Linked DNA regions of Capra hircus: region 1 is linked to region 2. The links are chromatin contacts, called in public Hi-C maps. All regions are on one chromosome and are shown on one strand. Each heading gives the region's core, a stretch centred on a gene start, on an enhancer-like site or on the middle of the called end of the contact. The rest is flanking DNA. Distances are from core to core; before and after follow the strand shown. Region 1 holds the start of GPRC5B (G-protein coupled receptor family C group 5 member B). Region 2 overlaps C25H16orf62 (UPF0505 protein C16orf62 homolog).

The links. Hi-C and Micro-C count contacts between places; a contact is called where the count stands out from the background.
Region 1: a contact with region 2 is called in a Hi-C map of blood, with 5 times the contacts expected there. The contact joins the promoter of GPRC5B here to the enhancer-like site in region 2. A contact is called at or near these places in 3 of 5 Hi-C or Micro-C datasets (blood and liver).

The regions. Positions count from the first base shown.
Region 1 is chr25:17,332,822-17,337,914 of ARS1.2, reverse strand. It overlaps GPRC5B (G-protein coupled receptor family C group 5 member B), which reads left to right and starts at 1,971. Exons shown (of 4, transcript XM_018040564.1): 1 at 1,971-2,106.
Region 2 is chr25:17,044,128-17,049,226 of ARS1.2, reverse strand. C25H16orf62 (UPF0505 protein C16orf62 homolog) reads right to left here. Exons shown (of 31, transcript XM_005697540.3): 9 at 445-504. Among named protein-coding and RNA genes, the nearest start is that of C25H16orf62, 41 kb to the right of the region's middle. Within about 2 kb of position 2,841, at least 1 of the 5 cell types and tissues checked has an H3K27ac peak or open chromatin away from gene starts, as enhancers often do.

The DNA of each region.
Region 1 (5,093 bases), core at 722-3,221, 290 kb before region 2:
CAACCCCCTTTCCCCACACAGAGAGGTAGGGGAACTGGAGTCATCTCTCCGTCATGTAGGGCTGGGATGGGGTGAGGGGTCTTATCCATACCACAGTGGGGTCCTCAAAGTTCTGGGGAGGGGGGGATTGCGGAGAGACCACTGGGAAAATCCGGCCTGAAGCTGGAGTGCAGCCCCCAGGCAGGGTCGAGGCAATGCCGACCTCAGATAGCCCAGGTGGTCTAGGAGCCACATTCAGTGTTGAGGTACGTGGTGGCCCAGACCCTTTCCATAAGGAGCGTCTCACAGTTGCGCTGTGGGCGGGTGAGCAGCCTGAGCTCTGAGTGCCGGCTGAGCGCCAGACTAGTGGCCCCAGGCCCCCAAGTGTGTGCTGGAGGCAATCGTGGAAGTGTGCGCATGCGTGTGAGTGATGAGGGTGGTAGCAGTGGTGGGATCCTGCGTATGGATCCATGTGAGGGGTGAGTGGGCGTGTGAATATGCTTGTGGTAGACATATGAGTATGTTTGGGGTGGCCAAGAACACGGACGTGGGGCTCACGTTGCATAAAGGGACAAAGGCACGTGGCAGGAGGTGGCAGGATTGGAGTGTGCCCAGGCGGGAGGGGCTGCCTGGCTGAAGTTGGGGTGTTAGTGATTCTGGAACAGTCTCAGCAGAATCCTCTCTGCACCCTGGATCCAGCACTGGTATATTGTGGGGAAGTAACTGTTTAGAATTCAAGATTGAGAAAGGAGTCCAACAGGGCTGTCTGCTGGCACCCTGTTTGTTTGACCTATCCGCCGAGCCCATCATGAGAAATGCCAGGCTGGATAAGGTACAAGCTGGAATCGATAGGCGGGAGAAACATCAACAACTATAGGTATGTGGATGATACCACTCTGATGGCAGAAAGTGAAGAGGAACTAAAGAGCCTCTTGATGAGGGTGAAGAGGGAGAGTGAAAGAGCCAGTTTAACACTAAATATTACAGAAAACTAAGATCATGGCATCAGGCCCCATTACTTCACGGCAAATAGAAGGGGAAAAGGTGGAAGTAGCGACAGATTTCTTCTTCTTGGGCTCCAAAATCACTGTGGATGGTGACTGCAGCCATGAAATCAGAATATGATTACTTCTTGGCAGGAAAGCTGTGACAAACTTAGACGGTGTGTTGAAAAGTAGAAACACTACTCTGCCGACAAAAGTCTTATGGTCAAGGCTATGGTCTTCTTAATGGCCGGGTACTCTTGTGAGAGCTGGACCGGAAAGAAAGCAGAACGCCAAAGAATTGATGCCTTCGAAATGGGGTGCTAGAGAAGACTTCTGAAAGTTCCTTGGACAGCAAGATCAAACCAGTCAATCTTAAGAGAAATCAACCCTGAATACTCGTTGGAAAGACTGATGCCGAAGCTGAAGCGCCAGTAGTTTGGTCACCTAATGCGAACAGCGGACTCATTGGAAAAGTTCCTGATGCTGGAGAAGATTGAAGGTGGAAGGAGAAGAGGGCGTCAGAGGATGAGATGGCTGGAAGGCAACACCGATGCAATGGACATGATCTTGGGCAAACTCAAGGAGATGGTGAGGGACAGGGAGGAGGGAGGCCTGACGTGCTGCAGTCCAGGGGGTTGCAAAGAGTCGGACACGACAGGGCGACAGAACAACAGCTGTTTAGTAACCCACAGTTTAGAAAACCCCTCTATGTGTGTGTTTCTGCAAGTAGATCAACGGAGGAAAATGTCCAGCGCGTCCACAGTGCTTTGGGACGCACTGTGGATGTGAGGGTGGTGGTCCCTAAATGCGGACACTGGAGGGGGCTCGCCTCGGCGCTGCAAGCGGGAAGCAAGGAGCGTGCGCCGGGTTCGGCTTGGAACAATCAGCCCTGGCCGGGACGGGGGCGGGGTTCGGAGGCTCCGGGGGCGGGGCCTCAGGGGGCGGGGCCGCGGCGGCTGCAGCAGCGCGGGCCGGGCCAGGGGGCGCCTCGCGCGGCTGCGGCTAGCGAGTGCGATGCAGTGAGGCCGGACGGGCGGGCGGGCGGGCGGGATCGCTGGGCTGGGGCCACGGCGGCGCTGCAGAGATGTGACTCGGGCCGAGGGCCAGCGGGAGCGTCGGCGCTGCGGGGCCGCGGGGGTCGGTGAGTGCCAGCCGCGCCGGCAGGGTGGAGGGCGCTGCGGCGACCCCAGAAACTTTTCCCCGGGTGCACTTGGGAGCGTTGGGATGTGGTCTGCTTCTTGGGCTTTTCTGAGTTCCTCCTCTTCCCCAAGGGGTTAGTCTGCTGGGGGAGTTGGGGTTTCCGGGCTGGAGGACCACAGTTTGGCGGCAGAGAGGAGCCCGCAGACCGCGGGGCAGGGGGCGGAGAAGGTTGGGACCTTAATGGGGCGGGGGCGGTGTTCCCGGACCAGACGGAGATCAAAGTCTCAGAGGAGGGTCTGGAGGCGATCGCAGATCAGGCAAAGGGCTGTTGGAACTGTAAGAGACTTCAGGCGTGCCCGAGTGACTCGTGTGAGGGCAGCCGCGGGCAGGTCTGGGGGCTGCGTGGCAGGCGCGGGGCCTGACCACAGACAGGGCAGGCGGAGCCGGGGGCACAAGGGGAGAGCTTTGGAGGTGAGCTGCGGCACCTGCCGTAGGGACTGGGGGTCGCGGCTACGCACTACCGGACAAGGAAGGGACACTGCGGGCGAAAGGAGGCAGAGCTGGGACCTGGAGCTGGGGTACAAGTGAGGGGCGGCTGCATACAATGGCGGGGGGGTTAGCGTTTCTGTTCCGGCCAGGCTAGAGGCGATGATCAGCCCTGTGCTGCGTCCCCACCCTTTGGGGGACACAGGCTTCCAGTCCCAAGAATCCCGGGACCCCTACCGCCCGCACCCGCCTCGGCCGGAGGGTTGGTTAACTGGCCAGGGAGGGGGTACCATTGCCACCGAGGAGGGGTCCAGCGCAGCCCTTGGGTTCATTCCCCGGCTATGTCACTCCCAGGCCTAGCCAATCGCCCTCCCACCCCTCAACGCAACTTGTCCCCAGTTCGCTAAGGGGGCGGCTCCTTGGAGCGCGGACAAAGGCCCCTGGAGTGTGGCGGGCAGCGGCATCCCCGCCTGGGGCCCCGGGCCACGCGCCACATTGGCTGCCCAACTGCGCCAGTATGGGGGGTGGGGGGGACCTGAACTGAGCCCAGGAGGAACTAGGGGTCCTCGCAAAGAGGCGAGAAGTGGGGGAGGGGCTTGGCACAAAAGCTTTGGAACTTCTGCCGAGGAACCTTGATTCATAAGTTTCCCCAGGGATGGAGGCTTTCTGGAGGACTCGAGACGTTGAGTTAAACTGCATGCAAATAGGATGTAAATAGAATGCAAATCGGTATCTGTGGGTTGGGAGACCTCCACCCGGCCGGTTTTGTATCTGGACTGTGGAGTGAACTGTTTCCTATCTGTTCCTGCTCTGTCTGAAAAGGGGTCAACTGAGTTGGGAAGGGAAAAATGGAAGTGGGAAGGAGTCGCCATTTAGGGCACAGGCAGTGAGACAAGCAGTCTTGTTAGAGAGAGAGAAGCTTAAAATCTTGATCGGTTAATGTATTATTTCAGTAAATGTGCCAGCTACACAACTGGCAGATAAGCCCCTGCTCTCAGAGCACTGGGGAGTTGGGCAAACACTAAATAAGTAAATAAATAGTAAGTGGATAAAACTTCCATTTGGGATAAGTGCTGCCAGGAAAATAAAGCAGGGTGATGTAAAATAAAGTGACAAGAGTTCTGCGCAGTGACATTTTAGTGGAGCTTTGCAAGACAGGGCTGCCCCCCCCTCCACCCCCGCCACTGGCAGATGTTGGGGGGGAAGACTGAACCAGGCAGAGGGCACTGCAAGTGCAAAGGCTGGGAGGTGGGAATGAGCTTAGAGAAACTGAACAAAGGCCATTGTGGCTGGAGCTGTAGGCAGATGTTGAGAGTGGGGGTCTGAAAGGGGATGACAGGACCAGCCAAACCCCGATTTGGGGGGCCATGGAAAGGAGCTTAGGTTTTATTCTCCTAAATGAATCCTTGGAGGGAGGGTTTGGAGTAGAAAGCCACGAGATCTGATTTTTAAAAGCTCCCCTGACCTCAACAAGGAGAGGAAAAGCAGCTCCCCTTTCATTCTGCCTCTGGGGATGGCGAGGCGCCGGGAGCCTCCGAAGTGGACCTGTAGGGACTGCTTTGAATGAGCCTACGCCAGGGATGGGTCAGGTTTTAAAACCCACTTCTCACTTTTAGGCAGTTTCTGTCTACCCTAAGCAGCCCCCACCCAGAGCCCTCGGCTCCATATGCACTTCCACGCAAGAGCTTCCTGGGGGTTCTGAGTTAGTCACATTTTCTTCTCGGAATTACAGCCTGAGAGGAACCATCCACCCTGGAACGGGCAGCCAAGGATGCAATTTGCATTTAAATGATTGCTTTTATTTACAGGATTGGAGCTGCTTTGCATATTCATGGATCACGGAGCCTGTGTTCTGACAACCCTGTTTACTAACGTGTGAGGGTTATTAAATTCAAGGGCCCCCAGATAGTCTGGTGGTCTGGATGGTGCTGGGAACTAAAGATTATGAGATGGTATAACTTGGAAAAGAGATCAAAGGGTAAGATTGCAGGTCTGAGAAAGAGTTTTAATTAATGTCAGGAAACCTTGCAACAGTTTAATCCTTCGGGAGCAGGAAATGCTCTAAAGGGAGTGGGCAAGGACAGAGTGTGGTGTTGGGGTGCGTGGGGAGACAGGCTCCGCAGTCTCATCCTGGCCGTCTGCTGAACATGGCGGGGAGTCCAACTGGGGTGCAGCAGCCTTGAGGTCAGGAGTCCGGAGCAGTGGGTTCTAGTCCCAGCTCATCCGTCACTTCCAGGAAGCCTCTGGCCAAGTCGCCTTACCACTTCCTATTCCCAACAGGACACAGAATTGTCTTTGTTTTTGTAACAAGTCAGGACCCAGAGCTCCCTGTCTGCCAGGCACCAGGCTGAGTACTTTCTAAGTACCTTTCACGTCGGCTTTGAGAAAGCGGCACTATTACTATCATTGTTTTACAAAGAGACTGAAGGTCAGAGAGGTTAAGTAATGCCCTGTGTCACTCGGTTCTGTCTGACTTCCTCCAGCTGAGGTCTTCCACTCTTG
Region 2 (5,099 bases), core at 1,592-4,091:
CCTCCTGAGAGTTCAAAATTGAGCCGCAATAAATTTAATGCAAATATCACTTGGGCATATACTGTAGATGCAAAGTATCTGTTATTTTTGATTTATCTGACATTGTTCTTTAATATAAAATTAGCTCTATAAAGCAATTTGCTTCTTAGGAAAGATATGTAGGAAAAATATTAAAATGTCAAGCAGCAGAGAAATTTAAGTTGGTATAAAAGTTCAATTGAATCTAATCATAGGACCTTTTCATTCTTGCAGATTCAAATTACTTGCTCAAATCCCTAGCTGGGCTGCTTTTCAAAGACTGAGATGATCAAAAAACTTTAACAGTGTTTCTTTAACTTTTAACACAAAAAAAATTTCAGGTCTCAATAAATCCTGACTTGATATAAACCTTCTAACCCCGACTTGAGGGCAGAATGAAACCCGTTGGAACAGCTATGACATTACCTGGTAAGACACTGCGGTTATCCACACACATGGAAAAGATGCGCTCGTACACCAGCTTCCCTGGGGAGAAAAGGACATATGGCGTCAGCATCATGCCCTTCAGGTGCAAACACTAAATTAACATTTGTTAATTAGGGACAGAGATGGTGCCATCGCCAGGATGAGCTTCAACTTGTGAGAGTGTGCTGCCACCTAGTGGACCCAATGTTTAAGCCATGATTCTTTCAGATTTTAATTAAAACAGGGAACTTTACACTTTCTGTGAAGAGGCAGAAAAGTGATCCTTCACTTATGCCAGGCAAAGTAAGTCAGACAGAGAAAGGCAAATACTGTCTTTCACTTATATGATTTCACTTATATGTGAAATCTAAAAGCAAACAAACAAACAAAAAATAACAGAGAGTAACAGATACAAAGAACAAACAGGTGGTTGCCAGGGAGGAGGGGAAGGAGAGAAACAATGAGAGAGATAAATGACTCATGTGTATGAAATGTAGTTATGGGAAATACAGTCAATAACTACATATTATCTTTATATCATGATAAATACTAATGCCTTATTGTGGAGATCATTTTGAAATCACTGTGTTATATAACAGGAACTAACGCAGGTCAGTTTTACTTCAAAAAGAAACAAGCAGAGCCTGGGACCTACAGGCTCTATGGTGGGGTCAATGGCAATCTCCAAGAGGGCTTACGCCAAGGGGAACCTTCCAGGGCTGCAGCGGCTAGTACCCATTTCCCAAGGTGAGCCACCTCCTCAAGGTCTCCACAAGAGACTCTCCAACACATCTGATAGGCTGAAAGTGTTAGCCACTTAGTTGTCCAACTCTTTGCAACCTCATGGACTGTAGCCCACCAGGCTCCTCTGTCCATGGAATTCTTCAGATGAGAATACTAGAGTGGGTTGCCATTTCCTCCTCCAGGGGATCTTCCCAACCCGGGGAATGAGCCTCCCGAATCTTCTGCACTGCAGGCAGATTCTTTACCACTAAACCACCAGGGAAGCCCCTGAGGCACTTGAAAATAGGCTCGTGTGGAATCTGTCCTCAGAGGTTCTAATGTAAATGGTCTGGGGCACAGCTTGGCCACTGGAAGTGTTCTTAAAGCTCTCCAGGTATGTAACTGAAGACGAGAACCACAGCTCCAAACCATGGATTCAATTTAGAAGTTCCTAAGAAGCCTCAGGGATTGAGCCCCAGTTCTCAAAGCTACCTGCCTTTGACCTCCTGGCAGGAAGCATTTGGTTACCTGCAGTCACAGGCTCTCCAAGGCAGCCACATCTGATGCCGAGAGAGGCCTCCTGAGATGAGCACGGAACTCCGAGCACTGGGACTGCATGTGCACAGCACAGCAGGCCCCGCTGGGCAGCCGTGTGACTTCTCATACCTCCTCGGGTGTGTGGACCCGACTTCAGAGAACCCAATGCCTTTACTCCACAAAAAGCTTACCATCTCTCCAAAACCGGCCTTCTTTTTTTTTTTTTTTAAATACATTTTTGTATTTCACCTTCATATTCTAAGGGGCCTTTAACTACTAAACCATTTTCAGCCAAAAGAGCTGGGTGAACATTTGTTTTCCTTTGTTAACTTCAGTTTAGTTCAGTCACTCAGTCGTGTCCAGCTCTCTGTGACCCCATGAACCACAGAACACCAGGCCTCCCTGTCCATCACCAACTCCCAGAGTTTACCCAAACTCATGTCCATTGAGTCAGTAATGCCATCCAACCATCTTATCCTCTGTCATCCCCTTCTCCTCCTGCCCTCAATCTTTCCCAGCATCAAGGGTCTTTTCAATTGAGTCAACTCTTCACATCAGGTGGCCAGAGTATTGGAGTTTCAGCTTCAACATCATTGTTAAGTTAGTGGACAACTATTTTGAGAAATAACACCTGATCCTAGATTCCTTTCCTTTCTTGATTCACTTACTTATAAACCAAAGACACTGAAATACAAGAGATCAGTGACAACAGTTAACATTTTCTGAGCACCTTACTTTGACACTGACCCTGCCAGTTCCTAGAGGGGGACAGACAGACATCATGTGCTTCCTGCACATTCTCCCAATTAAAATTCTCCCCAGAAGTTCCCTGAGGCAAGGTCTACATTCCACAAGTGAAGGTGTGGGAACTTCACAATGGGAAATTCCACTTCCCATTCCACAAGTGAAGAGACCAAGGCTCAGGTTCACACCACCCTGGAGGATAGGCAAGGAATGCAGGCAGAGACGCCAGAGCCCAGCTTCCAGCTCTGCGCTCACTGCCTCCAGGGAAGTCCCAGTAAAAGCACCGCCACGCCTGCGCACTGCAGACGCCCAGGGCGGTGTCCCGCATCCCCACCCAGCTGGATGCTCCCACGCTCCCATGCCTCGTCCACCACCACAAACCCCCTGCCCCCCAACAGCAGCACGTGTTCCTGTGGCGCCGAGGGTAACAGAGACACATGCACAGTGGACCTCCGCACTCCGAGCTGCCACTCAAGCAAGCGAGGCCCGCCCCCTTTGTAAAAGGTGAGAGCGGCTCTCTAGCCCCAAAGTGTAACATGCAGCCCCTGAACATGCAGGCTGCCTCGCAGGCCTGAGGAAAGCTATTCACAACAGATCTGGACAAGGGTGCCTCTGGGAATCCTTTGAATAGGTGAAACATGCCCACCGTTCCAAATTCAAAAAGGCTACAGGAGGTACCGAATGATGCTCACTGCCTGGACCACCCTCGTTTGGAGGGGGGCCGGGGTGCGGGAGGGAGGCACTTTTACTAGTTTCTTGAGTATCCTCCTAATGTTTCTTTAGGCAAACACAAGTGACGAGAAGCAAGTGTTCTAACTTTCCTCCTTTCTTACACAAAATGGAACATACTCTCATAGCCGTTCTGCATCTTGAGTTTTTCACCCAACAACATAACATGGGTACCTTCCACACCGGGACACAGCACGGCTTCACTCCTCAGGGGCTCCTAGCGCTGAAGTGCACAGACGTGTCATCTTCTGTTTAACTGGTCCCCTCTGGACGGTCACTCGGGTTGCTGGGATGAATTCCCAGAGGTGAGTTGCTGGGTCAAGGCTACACGCACTTGTAGTTTTCATAGAGAGAATTTCCCCCATAAGCCAAGTGATGGATAAGCGTTTGGGTGGACTCCGGGAGTTGGTGATGGACAGGGAGGCCTGGCGTGCTGTGGTTCATGGGGTTGCAAAGAGTCAGACACGACTGAGTGACTGAACTGAACTGAAGAGCAATCAAGCAGGTGCTCTGACTGCTCAGAGAGAACTCAATTTGAGCCCCTGTTCTGCCACTCACTACCCTGGGGAAGTGGATGAGCTGCTTTACATCCTTGTGCCTCAACCTCCTCATCTGTGAAGTGAGGATAATTATAGCTGCTGCTGCTAAGTCGCTCAGTTGTGTCCGACTCTTCGTGACCCCGTGGACTGCAGCCTACCAGGCTCTTCCATCCATGGGATTTTCCAGGCAAAAGTACTGGAGTGGGTTGCCATTGCCTTCTCTGGGATAATCACAGACCCTACCTCATAGAGCTGTTACAAAGACGGCGTGACTGAATATCACTAAAGAACCTAAAACAGTCAGGCCCAAAGAAAACCCTTATTTGCTGAGGATTCTCACCGTTATTCTCAACCCCCAGCCCAGCTCATTCCTAGAATACAGCAAGGACAGCAGGCATCTACACCATACCTCAGTCCTGCTGGCTGAGGTATGGGATTGGGCTGCCACCACAGAGGCTGACAGAATGACTGCCCCAAATTCTCACAGGGTTAATGTCTGGATCTGGCCAGGTTTGCGGGCTCATCGGCCTCTTGGAACTAGTCTCGCCCAGGGATGCTGACTCAGGCAAAAGAGACTTGCAGGAGGCTGGTGAGGGAACCAGAAGGTCAATGTGTCAATTCGCCATGAGAACAGAACCGTCAGGAGAAACAGACACAGCTACCAGCCTCTCTGGCTGACTGACACCCTCGCTCCCTGAAGGAAAGCTGGGCATGAGGACAAGCTGAGGCCCAAGGGGTGTGTAACTGATGTCTATTCTGAGAGCCTGAAGCGCCTGTCTGTTCTGGATCACTACCCCCCCTTCCATCCCCACTGCCTCCCCAGGTCCCTGCCACCCTCATTTTTTACCTGAAATGTTGCACTGGACTCACAACTGGGCCCCTTGCCCCGCCCTTGCCCTACAATCTAGTCTCAACACAGCAGTCAGAGGAAGCACATTAAAAACTAAATCAGAACTTGCACTTACTCTACGTAACACCTCAGTGGCTCCTCATGTCCTCCAGGTCAAAGCCCAAGCCATTTCAACGGCCTACATGGCCCCCCAGGTTCTGGCCTTGTCCCCATCCCCTCACCACCACTCCACACCACCTGCAGCAGCACCCTGGCCTCAGTTCTCTGAAGCTGCCAGGACTGCTCCTACCCCAGGGCCTTTGCACTGGCTATTCCTTGGTCCTAACTGGCCCCACGTTGCCAGCATGTGATTCATCTCTCACGTACTTCAAGTACTTGCTCACACATCAACTTCTCAGCGAGGCCTCCTCCAACCACCCTATTTAAAAGTGCAGCCCACCTCCACCCACTGCTCTGATTTGGAGTTTTTTCCCTCCATAGCACCAGTCCTCGTCTAATATACAATCAGGTTTACTTATGTATTCTGTAAATCT